Linked DNA regions of Bos taurus: region 1 is linked to region 2. The links are chromatin contacts, called in public Hi-C maps. All regions are on one chromosome and are shown on one strand. The core of a region is the stretch at or near the end of the contact, and the rest is flanking DNA. Distances in the headings are between cores, read along the strand shown.

The links. A called contact is a pair of places that touch in the nucleus more often than the background predicts.
Region 1: a Hi-C map of skeletal muscle shows a contact between it and region 2, with 4 times the contacts expected there. The contact joins the promoter of MKLN1 here to the enhancer-like site in region 2. A contact is called at or near these places in 3 of 11 Hi-C or Micro-C datasets (skeletal muscle, skin fibroblasts and an unstated tissue).

Annotation. Positions count from the first base shown.
Region 1 is chr4:95,023,101-95,028,033 of ARS-UCD2.0, forward strand. MKLN1 (muskelin 1) reads left to right here and starts at 2,892. Exons shown (of 18, transcript NM_001097999.1): 1 at 2,892-2,993. The coding sequence starts at 2,896. LOC112446481 (a long non-coding RNA gene) reads right to left here and starts at 2,799. Exons shown (of 8, transcript XR_009494367.1): 1 at 2,159-2,799; 2 at 1-1,666.
Region 2 is chr4:94,842,621-94,847,277 of ARS-UCD2.0, forward strand. It overlaps LOC107131356 (a long non-coding RNA gene), which reads right to left. Exons shown (of 11, transcript XR_009494353.1): 2 at 1-4,657. Among named protein-coding and RNA genes, the nearest start is that of MKLN1, 180 kb to the right of the region's middle. Within about 2 kb of position 3,316, at least 47 of the 102 cell types and tissues checked have an H3K27ac peak or open chromatin away from gene starts, as enhancers often do. A contact at or near this core is called in skeletal muscle, where this site is marked.

The sequences.
Region 1 (4,933 bases), core at 1,642-4,141, 180 kb after region 2:
ATTACTAGACCTGTTGATCCCTGAAAAATGATTATCCATTGTCCAGTTCTCCATGAGGTCATCAATATATACTAATCTTTGAGTGTGGGGAACTAGAATGGCTGCCTACAGTTTCCAGGCCTTTCCCAGTATCGTTACAATAAACCCCATCAACTAAGGCAATTCCCCAAAGGCAGAGGAGGTAAATACGTACCCTTAGGAGATCTGAACTATGGCTGACTTCCGTAGATTTTGAAATTTCTTTAGTCTTCTATTTCATTTTAACATTTATATGAATTTTGGGTTCAGAATCATAACATCCCTATCTGTATTTTTGTTAACATATGAATGCTTTAAATTATTGTACCATTTGTGAAATCTGTGGCGCAGGAAAGCCATGCTATCCTGGATCTTTACATTCTCTGAGGCTATCACACCTCAGGGATACATTTTTGTAGTTTGAGAAGTCCCTGGCATTCTTATTCCTTTTTAGCACAATTAATTCATTCTTCAATAAATATTTATTGAACACCCACTATACACAAGACTAACAGGATTAAGGATACATCTATGAACAAAATATGCATGAATCCTACCTTCAAGGGAATTATAGTTTAGGAGGAGAGAATGAGAAATAAAGAGGAAATCAAAATGTATTGTGATGTTTGCTACAATAAGGAAGGAAGCTCAAGGTGACAAGAGAAATATAAAAAAAAAAATGGCACCTAACCCCAAAACAGGTGATGACAACCAATTTTCCAGAATGAAATAATCTGGAAAACAAGCAGAATTTAGCAAGATGAAGAACGTGGGGAGAGTATTCCAAGCTTGGCTTAGACTAAGCCCTAGAGACCAGAGAGAGCACAGAATTATAGGCGCCAATTCAGTCAGTGTGTTAGTTTAGTGTGGCTGGAGTAAGGAGTGCAAAGGAGAAAGGAGAGAGGGAAGACTAGACAGGTAATCAAAGCAGGATATGAAAGGCCTATGCTAAGGACTTTCAGCGTTACCCGAAGGGAATAGAAAGTCACTGAAAAGAGTCCAAAACTAATTCCGAGTCCCAAACTAATTGAACTGAGTTATTATCTTAACCTTTATCTTAACCTTTTCCTCTTAAAAGTATCTCCCCCCCTCTCCCCCTGCCCAAATAACCACTAATCATCTTTGGAACTAATTTACCTTCTCTGGCCTCTTCCACTGTCTCTGTAGTCCCAATTTCATTTCTGGGGTTATAGCATTATGTCAAGAACCAAATACTTTTCTAACATGCTGCAACACACAGAACACATATGATTTTTTAAAGATTAACATACTGTTGCCTTTCTATTCGGTATTCTCCATCTGAGATGCTAGTGGAGGCCACTACCAAGCTCTCCCCTGTGGAAGCTGGAAGTCAGGAAAGGATTTGGGGAAGTTTGGGCAGATTGGAAAAGGAAATGGCAACCCACTCGGGTACTTAATCACTTTGGGCAGATTAAGGATTATAATGGGAAAAGAATACAAAGAGAGTACCAAGGTGTTTCAACTCGGTCATTCACTAAAAAACAAAAAAAAAAAAACAAAAAAAACAAACAAAAAAACTGCTTTGCTTGAGTTTTTCCATCAGTCAGGTCAGGTGGAAACGAAGATGCTGTGCAGCAGGAGTAGAACCTCTTAGACGAGGAGAGAGGAGTTCTTGGTGTTGAAGTGGCTAAGACAAGGAATAGATATGCCCAACGCTAAACCAACAGGTATTTGATGGGAACATGACCTAAAGCTGCTAGATATTTCAAGTCAAGTGTTCCTTTTTTTGATAAGAAGCCGGTGTGATGCCCATGGGCTTGCCTGGTGGCTCAGATGCTAAAGAATCTGCCTGCAATGTGGGAGACCTGGGTTTGATTCCTGGGTTGGGAAGATTCCCCTGGAGGAGGGGATGGCAACGCACTCCAGTATTCCTGCCTGGAGAATCCCATGGACAGAGGAGCCTGGCGGGCTGAGAGGTCTATGGGGTCTATGACTCTATGGGGTCGCAAAGAGTCGGATACGACTGAGCGACTAAGCACACACACAATGACCATACGGAATTCCGAGCATACGGGCTGTTAGTCCCTCTGTGGTCATGTTCTTGAAACTCTCAGTCTCTTGCTCTTTCAGAATTTGGGGGCTAAATAAGTATCTGTCAGCTTAATGTAGGCAGACTTACCAGCTGGAAGAATGACGACACCCAGCTTCCCGACTCCTTCAGGGTTTTTCTGGCCTCTGGGTGAATGTCATTACTGAGCAAACGGATTGCGCAAGACGGGTCTGAGCGGGCTCCCAATAGATGCTTACCACGAAGGGCCTCACACACTGAAAACTGAGCAGGGCGAGAGGACACTCGAGACTTTCCTCTTCCTGTCTCCATGCGACTGTGTGGACCAGGCGACAAGACATTTAAAACCAGGACAACTCCAGAAGGAAGGGCCGTTAGCTATGCCACTGGTTTCCTTCAATGCGTTTCCTTAAAGAATTTAGAAACTGCAGTAAGCCGTGGTTTCCAGTCTCACTGGCGGTCCCTTCTCCAAGTTCTTCTCATTTTCCCATCCTGGCCCACAACTACAATTTATTTCTTTTCACAATATTTTTGGCCTTTCCCTTACCTCTGCTTTCAAGAAAAGTCATTTAAGCCACTCCTTTACAAGCCCCACTGGAGAGCCCCTCAGGTGCTCTCCCTCCAGGGCCAGTTTCCTCCAGTCAGTCATTCAGGAGAGTTCAGCGGCGGAGACCCCCAGAGTGAATAGCCAACCCTCGTGCATCTCACTGCTTCAGGCAGCGCTCACGACGCGAGACTCGGAGAGCTGATCGCCCAGGCGGGCCGCGGCCCCTTTAAGTGCAGGCCACGCCCCTTCCCTCCTCTCGGCTAGGCGGGCGGTCGGTGGCGGCTGCTTCGGTGCTGACAAGATGGCGGCTGGCGGGGCTGTTGCTGCGGCGCCTGAGTGCCGGCTTCTGCCCTACGCGCTACACAAGTGGAGCTCCTTCTCCTCCACCTACCTTCCCGAGTAAGTGCCGAGTCCTGGGCTCGTGCTGCCCTACTGTTCGGCGTAAGCACGGCTCGGGCAGGGGGGCCGTGGAGGGCAGCCGCGCCGAGAGGCCCAGGCGGGGCCTGGTGAGGGGGACGCGCGGCCTCCGGAGTCTCATTGCAGCTGCCAAGAGCCCTTGCCAGCCCCCGCCTCGGGGAGGGGTTAGGATTCGGAGAGCAAGGTCTGGGTGAAAGGGGCGAGGTGTGTGGCGGCGCCGGGACGCGTAGGACAGCGGGGAGCCAGGTGATGCTGCGGCCGTGTTTGGGAGTTGAGAAGGGCTTGGGGGCGGGCAGCTCAGGGACGTGAAGGCAGGAGTCGGGGCTCTCAGGGTCGGGACCGCGGACAAACTGGTGAAGATGTCTTAAGGGCGCCGAGGGCTCCGGAGACGCGGGGGGAAGGTTCAGTCGGTTGCTGCCGGGACGAAGTGTAAGGCTGAGTAGAGTGATTCTTCCTGGGGGAGGGGGGCGGTGGTCATTAAAAGTGATTAGCTCCAGAGGAGTGGTAAAAGTCACAGGCGGCCGAAAAGTTGTGAAGTCTTTGCAAGTGGGGATACGTTGTAGGATTTGCAGAGGGTACCTTTTCCGGTTGGTAGTTCTGAAAAAGAGAGTGGGCAGGAGAGACATTACAGAAGAGTTCCATTATATGATGGCTCAGAGCTTAGATTTATGTAAACACAGACCAACTTCCCAGCCCAGAAGCTCAAATACAAACAAAAAAGTCTGACTTTAATGAATCTGACTTCCAGTACTTGCTTGGTCTGAATCTCCAACTTAGGTGTTAAAAAGAATTGCAGAAGAACTGTATGTTTTTCTGTAGCAGATTGCTTCTGAAATGCTGACAGTACTTTGGTTCAGTATTTATTTAGCTTTAGCTCGTCTTGGAGAGAAGGAGCAAAGCGAACTCCGGTTTTATCAATACATACTGATAGAGAAACGAGCTTAGTGAGGTTTTAAGATGCGTGCAGACCCTGAAGAAAAGTGCTGATTGTCCCCCTGGACCATCATTTTACAAGTCCAGAAATGATTTTATGAGCAAAACAAGTTACATATCATATGTTTTTATGTTACTGAACAAATAAAGTGACTAGATATGTGAAGCATAACTCAAAAGTTTGCCACCTGTATTTCTAAAGTTCTTCACGTTTTCTCAAATGTGATTTCTCTAGTCAAATCAGTCAAAAATCTAAAAATGGATCTATAACCGCAAGAATCTAACTCTCTTGACTGCCAGCCCATTGTCCTGTTCTCCAGGTCGAGGGTTGGCCGTAAGGCCTTTAGTAGGATGTGGTTCAGTGAAGGATGCCAAGTGACCTGTGGCCTGATGTGGCCTGTGTGTCCTGTTGATGGCTGCTGTGTGACTGTGTCCCTGATTGATAATGACATCCAACTTTTAATGTGAGAGTAAACCAGGTAAACATTCCAGCTCTCAGCTGGAGTTGAAATGTGTCCCTTGGTACTTGACTTCTGATTTTCAGGGCTTACCAAATTGTTGAGTCTGAAGGTAATCATCATTTTTCTGTACCCAAGTTAGGATCACATAGAGTTGGGAAATGGTTTGGCATTGTTTGATCTAATAACTCTGGGATCATTTTCCTGGTTTCAAGTTAGACTGCTTCTAGGATTTCACTCCTTAAATTTCTGTTCATGGGGTGAGACTTGGGTATCATAATCTGAGTTAGGAATAAAAAGGAAACATAGGTTTTAAGCAGGCAGTGATTTAGTGGGATGGCAACTTTACTTTGACTTTGTCTCATTATCCTGGCCCCAGATTTGAAGTGGACAGCATTACTAAATTTGGAGTTAAGACAGCCATTTGTAATAGGAGAAATCGATTGCAGTTTTCTCAGATATATTTGTAAACTAGTATTTAATGCATATTTAACTTTCAAACAATTTCATTTATTGTGTTTTTAGTCTTTA
Region 2 (4,657 bases), core at 2,066-4,565:
CCATGGCCTTCTCCGCTATGTCACACTAGACACACTGAAAGTGGCTCACTAGCCTCAAGTGCTTAGTGACTATCACTTCTAAGTCATCATAAATATATCATTATAAATCATTCCTATCATTCCAGAAAGCTCTATGGGACAGTGCTACTCTACAAACACCTCTGTAATATTAAATCTGAAAGTTACAGTGTAATGAAATGTGATGATGTATCTGTACTCAGCTACGATACACAGAAGTTTGTTCATCAATAATATAGTGCCATTTCTTCCTTCCTAAGTAAGTCGAAAAATGGTAATATTGAACATCTCTCCCAGAGCTCACAAGTAAACACTTGGTAAATTGAGAATGAAATTGGGAAACAAGTGAAAAGCTGAGTACATTTAGTCCTGTCCTTCCTACTCCTTTTACTGGAATATGTTGGTGGTACCCTGTATTCTCTGTTCAAAGATGCATGGTTTCAGCTTAGCAGCAGAAGTGAGGACAGTAAAGAATGAAGATGAGTGATCAACCCAAATAATGCAACTCAAATTCAATTTAGACTGACGTAATAAACGTGGGTGCCTGCAGTGTGCCAGTAGTACACAAATCACCACCATTTCAACCTTTTATCAGGTCAATTTAGTAGAGGTGTCCAACATATAAACAAAAACAATATATGTTGTGAAAAAATGCACTGAGACACATCTGTGCAAGGAATGGAGGTGACACAGCAGGATGTTTCCAAACACCTTTCAGGAAAAAACTGGGGCTTCCCTGGTGACTCAGACAATAAAGAATCTGTCTGCAATGTGGGAGCCCTGCGTTCGATCTCTGGGTCAGAAAAGTCCCCTGGAGAAGGGAATGGCTACCCACTCCCCTATTCTTGCCTGGAAAATTCCATGAACAGAAGAGCCTGGCAGGCCCCAGTTCAGGGGGTCGAAAAGAGTCAGAAATGACTGAGTGACTAATATTTTCACTTTCATGAGAAATTAAGAGCAATGTCCTAAAGGAGGTACCCTAGAAGCAGAAGGCAGAGCTGTCCACAGGAACCACAAGTGGTTTGACAATGCTGGATTAAAGTATCTTTGGTGGTCAACAAGGATGAGGATGACAAGGGAGGGAGGGAGATGGGGTTAGAGAGCTATTTCCATGCCAAAAATAGCTTATACTCAGTTATATCAGGCTTGCCCTAGTGGTTATGTCTGTCTATAAGCTTCCCTAACCAAAACTGCAAGCCACATGAAAACCAGTCTTCGAAACTTGGTAAGTAATTTGCCTACATCTGCCATACAGCTAACAGTATTAGAAAGCAATCATTAGTAGGAATACAAAGACATTTCTTTGTGACGCAGTACCACTAACAAATGTGTATTTGTCACAAAAACATTGTAATTAGAACCCTCTGTTTTTAAGGATAAAACCTCTATTGCCTGTGAGTTTTATTTCTAATATCCTTAGAGAATGTATCAAGGAACACATTTTCAAAACAAATAGATTACTTCCACATCTAAATATTCCCACTAAGAGTTTATCCGACAGAAGAAAATGAAATAAATGAGAGAGAGAAGAGGATACAGAAACAACACTTCTGTACTCCAGACCAGAGTAGCTGTGTTTTTTTTTTTTTCCTCCTAAATTTTCAGGGCAAAACTTCTGCTACTCCGTATACTAACCACCTTGCACATTCTGCTACAAGCAGCCAATGACCAACAAAATTATATCGTGTCTAGCAACCTAAAGGACTTCTGTGAATGCTTGTGTAAATCCTGGGGAATTATCTGCATCTTCTAGACTCTTCACCTTACACGTATGTTCAAGTCTCAAAACAACTTCCATGGAATCAGTTCTCTCCAAATTACTGGGATCCCTTCTTCAAAGAAACTTAGGGAAAATGTTAGTAGCCTATATAGGTCTCAACGAATTCACCAGGTGATTCTTCTCCCTTTCATACAAGCAAAAATTTGCACATATATATACATACATATATATATATATATATGCTAAGTCACTTCAGTCGTGTCCGACTCTCTGCAACCCCATAGATGGCAGCCCACCAGGCTCCCCCGTCCCTGGGATTCTCCAGGCAAGAACACTGGAGTGGGTTGCCATTTCCTTCTCCAATGCATGAAAGTGAAAAGTGAAAGGGAAGTCGCTCAGTCCTGTCTGACTCTTAGCGACCCCATGGACTGCAGCCTACTAGGCTCCTCCATCCATGGGATTTTCCAGGCAAGAGTACTGGAGTGGGGTGCCATTGCCTTCTCCTATACATACATACATATATATATATATATATATATATATACATACACACACACACATATATAAATTGGCTGATCCTTAGGCAAACACAGAACTATTCCTATTCGCACAAACACATGCATTTAGGTAAAGGTAGATTTCCAAAGTAACATACGTAATAACTGAAAGACTGGGTTTTTAAATCAGCTTGCTTGGGTTCTAGATATGGATCGTCACTGACCAACTCTTACTCAACCTCCTGAGCTTCCACTCTGTCACCTATAAAATGGGGGTAACAATGTTTCATCAAGAATGTCAGGGCATGCCAGCATATAGCTACCAGCATCTACTGACAGATCAACACCTGTTGGTTTCACAGCTATCTATTCCAGCCAGCTAGTTCTGTAAACTCTCAACCTTCCTCGGTTATTAAAAACACTTACGGAGGTTTAAACACACACACACACACACACGCGCGCGCGCGCGCGCGCGCACACACACATACGTTCAGCCCTATTTGGATTTGGGTTCAACTGGTCTAGGATTGAGCCGGGCATCAGAATTCTTTCTAAGCCGGTCCAGTTACTTACGACGTGCAGTCTGGATTAAGAGCCACAGATAGGTCTCTATATGCCCACAGAGACTCACGCCTGCAGAGTCTGTTGATTTCCAACTGAAACAGCGCAGGCGGGCCCCCAGCCCGGATAGAGCAGGCTCGCCTGGATGCTGCGACGACGAACTCAAAAGTGCGGTGGGATTTACACCCACGCCCGCACACCGCTCACGAGAACCAACTCCCACGAACTCCACCAGGTGGGGCCTGGACACCCAGCGCGGTCGGGATCTGTCCAGGGCACACGCCCCCTCGCCCCTTCGGCGACAGCACCCCTCGGGCGCCCGGCCCTCCGGACGCGTGCGTCACCGCGCCCCAGCCCCCCTCCCGCCCCCGGCACGTGACTCGACACGCGCCAGCTGCACGCGGGCTCCATCAAAACAAAAACAGAGAGGGCCGGCCGGCCGGCCTGGCGGCGGGGAGCGCGCGGGGGCGGCGGGCGCGCCCCCGCTGCCGCTACCGCGCCTCCGCTGCCCAGAGCGCCGCCAAGGCCGCGCGCCCCAACCGGCCGGGGGCGGGAGGGCAGAGGGCACCACCCTGTTTACAGCCCTCGCTCCGGGCCGGGGGCCCCGCCCGGAAACGGTCTCTCGGGAAAGGGCCCTGGCGTGCGCACCCACCCGCGGCCCGGACGTCGGCGCTGGCGTGGGAGGCTCGGGCAGCCGCTCGGAATAAAGCCGCGTCGCCACGGAGCTGGGGCCCCGGGCCCGCGCGAGTCTCCGCTCCTCCTCAGCGCGCCGCCCACGGCTGCTTCGTGTCAGCCCCCGTCACGACTCTGCTACGCACTTCACCCCCCAGCTCTAGGCTCCGGCGCTTCCGCAGACCCTCCTCACGTGGCCGCCTCCTCCCGGCCCCCCGTACTCCCCAGCGACCGGGCTGAGGACCCTCCCGCACTTCGGGACCCTGCGCTGCTCCTACCCCGGGGAGGGGGTACATCGCCCGTCTTGGACCTCCCCCCCGCCACAACCATCTTCTGCCCCGGGAGGGAGGGTAGGGTGGCCATGAGCTGTCAGAAGCCCAGTTTTCCACATGACGAACCTCATCTTCACCCTTACACATCCCTACTCCCCCTTCAGCCTAGCTTCGAGATGAATCAGGTATTTAAAGCGGGGTTGGGAGGGGTTGTCTTCATTTTTCTCCCTGGTCGCAAAAAAAAAAAAAAAGACGCAGCTCTGCCGATCCGCTCGCTTTTAAGACTCCCCACGTCGTCCCATCATATGCAACTTACAAAATAGAAATGCCCACCACACACCTGCTACGCCACCCACCCTCTCGGAACCTGGAGACCCACCCAGCTCGCCTTCTGGAACCTGCGCCTGGGGTAGGGTGGGAGCGGTGCCGTCCGGTTCCCTAAAGTAAGAGGGAGTGAGACGGGGATCAGGCACCCCCCCCCCCAGCCCCGCCCAAGAGCGCGATCCTCCGGTCCCCCAACTCGAGAGCGCAGCAGGGCATCCTCCGTCCCTCCGGGTGGAACGAGGAAAGTAGCCGACGGCCTGGATGCCGGGGGGTGCTGTTTTTCCCCTTTAGAACGCAGACTCCGCGTCCTCTGTGAGCACCCCCACCCCCGTCGCCTTATTTCTGGTGGTCAGCAGAGGTGGGGTGGGGGGAAGACAGGACCAAGTACTCTCGAGGTTCCGGGATGTGACTCTCCGCGGAGTGAAGAGGTGGAATCTCGAAATGGAAACAATCTTCCCCCCTCCCTCCCCTCCTCCTCCTCCTCTTCTGTTTACCTCAAGTTTGAATTTTATCTGCGCAACATTAGCTGGAATGCGGACATTGAAAAACACACACACACACACACACACACTCTCTCAACCCGGCAGCAGCTC